Regions from separate parts of the Mus musculus genome. Here region 1 is linked to region 2. Evidence: chromatin contacts called from public HiChIP or PLAC-seq data. All regions are on one chromosome and are shown on one strand. The core of a region is the stretch at or near the end of the contact, and the rest is flanking DNA. Distances in the headings are between cores, read along the strand shown.

Region 1 (3,915 bases), core at 1,216-3,715, 180 kb before region 2:
GGAGGGCCACTAACTGCCAGGCTGCCTTAGAAACACACCACAGCTTGAGTGGTTTCAACCACAGAAACCTAAAGTCGGGGTGCCAGTGGGGGTGGGGTGAGTTTATCTCTTTCTTGCAGATGGTGACCCTCTTGGTTCCTCTTCATATGGAAATCTCTTTGTGCTCCCAGGTATCCTGTGTCCTTGTCTCCTGGTCTCATAAAGATGCTATTCAGATTAGATCAAAGTTCCCTGTACCTGTCCAACCTCATTATAGCTTAATCTCTACTTTGAAGGTGCAATCTCCAAGTACACCCCTATTCTGAAGTACTGGGGAGTAGGACATCAACATAGCATCTTCAGGAACACACTTTACCCCATAACAAAGCAAGTCCTGAGAGCCCCAGCCTGTCCTCTGCTGTCGCTGGGCTTGAGTGCAGCCCACTGGACTTCTAAGTCTGGACCCCAGTGTGGTCTGAGGACCGTTGTCTCTTGTGCCCACTCATGCCTCCCTGTCTGTGTTTTCATCCCATCAACCAACCCATCGCCTACTGATTGGCACTGCCGTGTCCGAGACCTAGGCTGATGGGCCCTGATGTCCCTGGTCCTGTGCTCAGGCTGGGAGTCCAGGCTCACAGTGGATCACACCATTGCCCGCTGATCTCTCTGGGCCTCACTCTTTGCAAAGTGTGAGGCAGAGGGCACAGGGGCCATGTAATTATCCCCTTCCAAAGTCAATTACAGCTCCATACTCTAAAGCCTGTTTTTAACTTCCCTAAACAAGTTCATTTTAAGCTGGGTGGTAATTTGGCTCTTTTGTTAAAATTAAGTCCTTAAAGTAAAAATTAAAAGACAAAATGGAAAAACCATGGGGCATAGAAAATCCACCCCAGGTTTAATAGGGCCTCTTAAGCCGAGGACTGAGTAAGGTGTGGGGCGCTTGCTGTACACTGTGGTCCTCCACGCTTATGTTCTGGGTAAGCCTTCTCAAGAAGGGGATAAAAGCTCATTTTATTGAGAAGCCTGCTTCTGTGGTGGGGCGATTAGGAAACTATTGTTGAGTTCAGACTCTTCCAAGTTTAGCACCTCGATTTGCAATGTTTGCAACAAAGCAAGTTAAAAACCATTGTATCCGTGGGTGAGCCTCAGACATTCAGAGCTAAAGAACCCAGAGACAGAAGAGCACCACGCAGTGGCTGCTACGGCCATGATGGAGTCCAAGAACAGTGCGGCCAGTCTATAGTAATGGCGGCCTAGGAACAGCCTCTGATACGCTCATGTCTTCGCAGGAGGGACAGATCCTGAATCAATATTCCTGTGAGACCTCGAGGAAAGAGGGGTGCCTGTGACTCACCCAGCTCTGAGGATGCTTGTGAGAGTGAACTTGTTTCCCAGCTGTGCCATGCTGGCCAGCACGATGAAGCCCTGCCCCCTGCCCAGCCCTTGCTTGCTCTGGCCCCTTCCTGTCTGCTGAGCCACTCACTCGATGCTCTACCCACACATGACAAAGCCTAGGGACACGGATGGCCTTTCCTGTGTCAGCATAAGCTCTGTTCCCTGCTTCCAGTTCAGTACGAGTGAAGCACACCCTCTGTGCACCACAGTTTCTCCTCTTGTCTGCTACTGGCTTATCTCTGTCATGGGTAGTAGATCTGTGTTGGCCTTGCCTGGTAAGGTCTGGCACCGAGGTAGGAACTTAAAAAAAAAAAAAAGTGGTCTTATTGAGTTGTTTAGCTTAGCAAATGAAGATTTGTGAAGAGACATTCTGTTACAGTCACCCATCTTTTCCCAATGACATCTGAGACAAGAAGGGCAGATGTATGATTTCCGGCGACTCTTTAGGGATGCCTTCTTTGGCTGGCTGGGGTCTGCAAGTATAGTCCTTAGCTCCAGGGAGGGCATCGGGATGGGTCTACAGAATAGAGGTCCAGATGTAGGGGCTGGTCTAGGTAAAGGAGATAGTGCTGGATGAATGCAAGCCAACAGTTATAAACCTGTCAAAGGCCTAGAGCGAGGTAGTGCAGAGGCAGGAGGCCCAGCCGAGAGACAGGACAGTGTCTGGGTAATCCTGTGCTCTCTGATGTCATCATCCTCTAAGCTCGGCCTCCAAAGCATAACACTGAGCTTCTAGCAGGGTGGTGGAGAGTAAGGGGAGGAGGTATTTCCAGCAGGAACCATAGGGACGAGCAAATTCCCACACGAGGGTAGGTTTCTAGAGGCGGAACCCAAGGCAGAGAGGCAGGAGGATAGCAGACGGGAGGTGGGAGCGGACAGAGCCTGCAATGATGTCTTAAACAGGGGTTGTTCCTAATAAGGGTTGTCTTGGCCAGCCCACAGAAGGGGCTGCTGCGAACCCAGCATCCTTTGGAAGGGCAGAGCCCCTGCAAATACTGCTTAGATCTGAGGATTGCCCACTGTGGAGGGAGATGCCGTTCCTCCCACCTGCCGCATAGCCCCAGTGCAGAATGCGTGGGAACCTAGGCCCCCGGGTGATCTGTGTGTGTGAGCAGTCGCAGGTGCAGACAAAAGACCACGGGTGATTTGCATGGGTCTGAGAGCACATTTTCAGTTTCCTCCTCTCACAAATGGCAAATTTCACTTTCACAGTCTTTCTTTCTCCTTACACTGGATTCATTTTGGTGTCTCGAGCCTGATGTCGCAGTCTAAACTCGGTACTGTGATGTTTCTGTATCACCGGCTTCTAGGCCGGCCTCCCAAAGCTCAGCACTCAGCCATCGATGAGCCTGCTCCCACAGCCGACTTCCCAGCCACAGAAAAAGTCCCACACTGAGAGTCAAGGGCCTGGACCTGCCTCTGACTCAGTGTGGGATAAGAGGCTGCATCTGAGTATGGGGTGGGGTTCCCATATGTACTAAGGAAGTTTCTGGAACTGATGATAATCTCTGAAAATCCTCCAAACTCCAGGATGCTGTGTTGGGGCAGTTTCTTAAGACTGGAGACCTCAGTAGGTGCCAAGTGTTGGATGCTGGCCCCCAAATTTGAAGTCTTGCAGGTATCCTGTTTCTTTGGTCTGTATTCCCTCCGGCTTGCCTCCCACTGGAGGTCTGGTACATGACCCTTGTGCTCATCTGCTCCTTGGTTCTGTACGGCAACTCTGGGAATTGTCACTCCAGGGCAGTGCTCATGTACCTCACTGAGAGAGGGAAAGTTTGGAGCCTCGTTAGGGCCAGGGGCTGATTCTTTTTCCATGTCCCCTACGCTATAGCCCAGTTCATGCTGCCTGTGCTGTGGATGCTACAGGTATCTGCCACCTGAGTGGGTGTTTGGAGGGATCAAGCTGTTGAGGCTCAATACTAAACCTTTTCCATACTCCTGGCCTGTCAAATTTTTCAAAAACCATTTTCTGTTGATGAGGCTCAGCAGAGAGAGGCAGGAGGGCCGGTGGGAAGGTCTCCACGCCTCACTTGATGTGTGAACATGGAGAAGAGAACAGAGTAGACCAGGCTGTCTTTTGCAGCTTTGTTAGCAGCCAGAATGTCACAAATACTGATGTAGCTGAGAGCTCGCCCATCCTTATTAAGATGGAGAGAAAGGATCAAGAAAAGATGGGCCTCATGCAGCCTGGCAGGCGGGATTTCAAGTCTGGTTCTGCTGTGGGGATCCAGAGTCACCCAGGAAGCCAGGGTTAATTGAGGTGAGAAACCAGAAAAGTCCCTGAGCAGTTAAGTGCAGGAGGACTGTCACACAACCCCCCAGGGGAGATGATTAACTGGTTATAGGCACAGAAGACAAGTGGCTGGTGACCCATGACTTGTCCAGGAAGCCTGTGGGTTCCCAAGTCTCTGAGGCTCCACTGGGTGTGGAGGAAGAACATGGGGGTATGTAAGGAGGCTGAGGTAGAGACAAGTCTGGCATCTTCCCAGAAAGGTGAAAGCCGGCAAGCCTGGCCAGGTGACGGCTACTGGGAAGAACGAG
Region 2 (4,176 bases), core at 1,498-3,997:
GCAGTTAAGAGGATTTTGTTCCTTCTGTACTTGAAAACTGTGTTCTGGCATAACATACGCTTTTATATTTATATAGCTCATATATGCCAAAGTTAAGGTTTGCCTCAAGCTGTTTTGGTTTGTTACAACGTTAATTTCAATCAAATTCACTTAATTTTTAAAAAGTATACTCAAGGATGAGTATGAATCTGCATGTGTATCTGCATGTGCACACACACGCTTTTTGACGCAGAAGGCTTTCTCAGCTTTTTACTGAGCATACTTAACCAGCTAACACATGTTTCTGACAAACATTTACATCTAAAAAGTACCTGCTGGATTGTTTTCACAAAACTCCCTTTAGAAACATTTGAAGAAACAGGTCCAAAGACACAAGGAGGCCTCCCTAAGGCTGGACACTTGGTTAAGAACTCGGCTAGCATGATTTACATGTTCCTGATCTAAGCTAATCATCACTACAAATACTGCTATATGTGTACTGGCTAAACACCTACATTTATCTGACATATACATTAACTTTCCACAGGGAATACAAACCTGAAACAGACATTTTAATTAAAAGGAGTAGTAGACATTTAAACTTACAAATTTACTATTTAAGAACCTAACTGGTACTTAAACTTTATCAAAGTTCTGTGTGGTAGGGCACAGGGACACACAATAATCCTAGCATTTGGTCAGAAGTTCCTGTCTTAACCCCTAGAACCCATCCCCAAAGAGTAAATAAACAAAAGATGTTATCAAAGCACAGCAACTCAGAAGACTGATCACATTTTAAAATCTAAAATATCAGAAGTGGAAAAGAAGCTTATCTAAAGAAAGAATATAAAACCACTCACTGTGGTTTTTTTTTTTTGGGGGGGGGGGACAGTCATTGAATTTCTTTAAACTAACAAAGGTTAATTAGGTTTCCAGAATTTACCAAGACTTAAAAGCCAATATTCCCCCTTAAAAGATTACCTACTAGTCATTCTAGACGCTTTGCTCTTAATTTTCTTTCAAAGTATTTCCAGCTTAGAGCTTCTTTCTGGGTGCTATAGGTCATCTGAGGTAGATTTAAATCCCAAATTTGGTCTTATTCATTTGATGGTGCTGGGGACTATATCCAGGGGCCTGGACATGCTAAGCCAGTGTTCTACCTGGGGCTGGACCCCACCTTGAGGGCTGAATTTTTAAATCCACAGTTGTCAATGGATAAAATGACTAATAGTTTATTCTCCACTTAGGTTTATAACTTACAAGAATCTCAGTGTGCTACTGAGATTCAGTGAAGGCAGAAACAAAACCAATTACAAAAGTTAAAATGTCTGCCCCTTTTTCAAATGTTACTGTCACTTCCAATCAAAGGAGGTAAGGAATCCAAATGGGACCATCAAAGAGAGAAACAATGGGCTTGTCTCCATGTCAGAAATGCATGCTAAATTTACTGATGTTAACTTCTAACTACTCTTTGGACTCTGCTGGAAACAGTGCTTCTCCTATTTGTCCCATGCACTGTTAATCGTGTAGTTTTCATACAATTTTCACTTCCAATTCTTCCCTCAGATCATTCCCCATCCTCTGACTAAATGACAATAATTAACTGTCCCTAAAGCACAACACCGTCTTAAATACACACGCTGCAATTTAAGGTCTAAATGTTCAACACCAAGTCGAGAGCTTTTGAAGGGAGCCTAGTCATTAAATTAAGGGTGATTTTATACTTGGGAAAAACAGGCTCAGGAAAAAAATTATCCAATGGGCTAAAAAAGGCCCTTAAAAGTTTCCTTCTGCCGGGCGTGGTGGCTCACCCCTTTAATCCCAGCACTCTGGAGGCAGAGGTAGGCGAATTTCTGAGTTCGAGGCCAGCCTGGTCTACAAAGTGAGTTCCAGGACAGCCAAGACTATACAGAGAAACCCTGTCTCAAAAAAAAAAAAAAAAAAAAAAAAAAAAAGTTTCCTTCATTCAACCCTGAGACTTGAAATCACAGTAAACTCGACCTAAAGGTATTCTGAGCGTCGGCAGCTAATCAGTGATGGCTGGAACTGGGGGCTGCCAACTCCCAACCTCGATTTCCCCACAGTAAAATTGACTACAACTGTCTGCTGTTAGGGTGTGCGGGCGCGGGGGCAGAGGATCATCTTAGGATACCCTGGTTTTATATAAGGAATGGGGCATAGTTCCCAGATTCTTTGTGTCTACTCGTGAAGCGGCTACTTGACAGCACCAGCTTAAGGTGGCCCCCGACTGGACGCATCCTTGAGGGCCAGGTTCCCCTCAGCGAAGGGAGACCTCCACATTTCGGGACTGGCCCACCTCCCCAGGACGGGTGAACCGTGGGAGGCGGTGGAGTAACGCCGACAGAGAAGACGTGCCCGTCAAGGCCATCGCCGCCCAGCCTTGCCCAAGCCCTGGTCTCGGGCCGCCAAACCCCAGCCCGGTCACTGAGCCGCGTGGGGCGGCACGGAGCTGAGAGGCCATTTGCTGCGCTGCACTGCGCTGAGCCCCGAAGGACCGGGAGGGGAAGGCCAGAGAGGGGCACGCATTAGTTCCACAGCTCCGCGGGCGAGGCGGAGAGGGGAAGGGGTCCCCCGGCCGCGGGACAGCTCGGGGTCCGTCACACACATACTCACTGCCGCGGCCGCGACCAGGAAGCACCAACCAGGAACCGAAACGCGTAGAGGAACGGGGAGGGGCGAGGACAAATGAGGTAAGGAAGCCGCGTCCGCGCGGACTCCAGGGAGGAGAAGGTACTTCCGGGGAAAACAGAGCTCTTGGGAGCTGTCCTTCCGCCCAACCCGCGAGTCCTCCGAGCGCATGCGTAACGCTTATTAACCCTTTGTTTTCTCCGCCTATAAACTTTGTGTTTGGTTTTGTTCTTTTTTTCTTCATCCTTCCTTTCGAAAAGAAATCTCGGCTGAAAAAATTATGGTGCATATTTTTATCTTATGAGTTATACTAAATAGAAGCTACTTGAAGGGCAAAAGTAAGTGCGAGTTCACTTACTCCCGTGTTGGAAAGAAAACTACAATTCCCATGATACCTTGGTCCGGTCGGCAGGGGCTGTCTCTTTTCTAGCTCTGGGTGACGCCCTCGTAGTAACACGTGGCGCAGAGCAAATCGGCCCCTTTTCCGGGTGGAGGTCAGAGTTAGTAGGGGATTTAGGGTTAGTAGGTGACTTCGGAGAGGGACCTTGATAATGCCAGCGCGGGAAGAGGCATTTTTGAGAGTGTCTGGTTTGGGTTTTGGTTTTTCCGCTAGTGGGAATAGTGACCGCACGGCTTTTCTCACCTTAGGTTGTAAAGTGCACTCGGAGGTGCTTCCGCCTTGTTAACTGTTTGTGAACCGTGAAGAGCTGCACTCCTGCAACACGGAGTAAATGCTGTTCTTTCTGGTACTAGGAGACGGTGTTCACGGCCTCCAGCATTGGTTCCCTTGGTCACACCTTTAAGAAAAAACAAAAAAACAAAAAAACTTTAATTATGAGGTTGGACGTGTAACCCAGTTGGTAAAGTGCTTGCTTACCGCATAGAAGGCCCTGGGTTCATTTTTAAGTTCCACCACATAAGCAGCCTAGTACAGAGGAGGTGGAAAAAGGAAAATAAGGAATTCAAGTTCATCCTTAGCAACGTGGAGCAGTCAAAGATAGCCTGAGCTACTTAAGACCTTGTCACAGTCAAACACAAACAAACATAAGTTCATCTAAGCAACTTTACAAATACCGAATTAGGTACTGACAACATCCCTGATAGATGAGTTTGATTTTAAATCTTTTTGCCAACATTTATTGAACATATTAGAGCCAAGCTGTCAGCCTTCTACGTTATTAGAAAACTAAGCTTATATTTACTTAAACTAAATTATAGGGGGGTTGGGGGAAGAGTTTCAGGAAAATGTCAGGCTGTTCTAGAAAGTCCAGATAAAGTAGAAGAATTTTAAGGTCTTGTTACAGTATTAGGAGTTTGAAAATAATTACAAAATTCGATTAGCATTATGGTTATGTGCTAGGAAAGAAAGGGACAAGACACTATAAAAAGGCAAAATTGAAAAACCTATTTGGGGGATAGAAAAAGTGGTATAGAAGTAGGTCACATGTTTGGACAGTTCAGGGAATATGTGCCAAAGGAATGCTGTGTGTGTGTTTGTGTGTGTGTATGTGTGTATTAAAAGACTGAATTTTTAATCAAGGGCCATAA

Evidence for each region. HiChIP or PLAC-seq counts read pairs in DNA pulled down with a chosen protein or histone mark.
Region 1: a contact with region 2 is called in an H3K4me3 HiChIP or PLAC-seq map of pro-B cells, with 2.9 times the contacts expected there. The contact joins the enhancer-like site here to the promoter of Zcchc7 in region 2. A contact is called at or near these places in 7 of 39 promoter capture datasets (the 3T3-L1 cell line, 3T3-L1-derived adipocytes, the C10 cell line and 3 more), 1 of 115 datasets of contacts at active chromatin or transcription factors (pro-B cells) and 3 of 9 other capture datasets (adipose tissue, liver and pancreatic islet).

What each region holds. Positions count from the first base shown.
Region 1 is chr4:44,938,626-44,942,540 of GRCm38.p6, reverse strand. No RefSeq gene overlaps it. Among named protein-coding and RNA genes, the nearest start is that of Gm12678, 3.2 kb to the left of the region's middle. Within about 2 kb of position 2,465, at least 22 of the 459 cell types and tissues checked have an H3K27ac peak or open chromatin away from gene starts, as enhancers often do. A contact at or near this core is called in pro-B cells, where this site is marked.
Region 2 is chr4:44,755,130-44,759,305 of GRCm38.p6, reverse strand. Zcchc7 (zinc finger, CCHC domain containing 7) reads right to left here and starts at 2,747. Exons shown (of 9, transcript NM_138590.4): 1 at 2,614-2,747.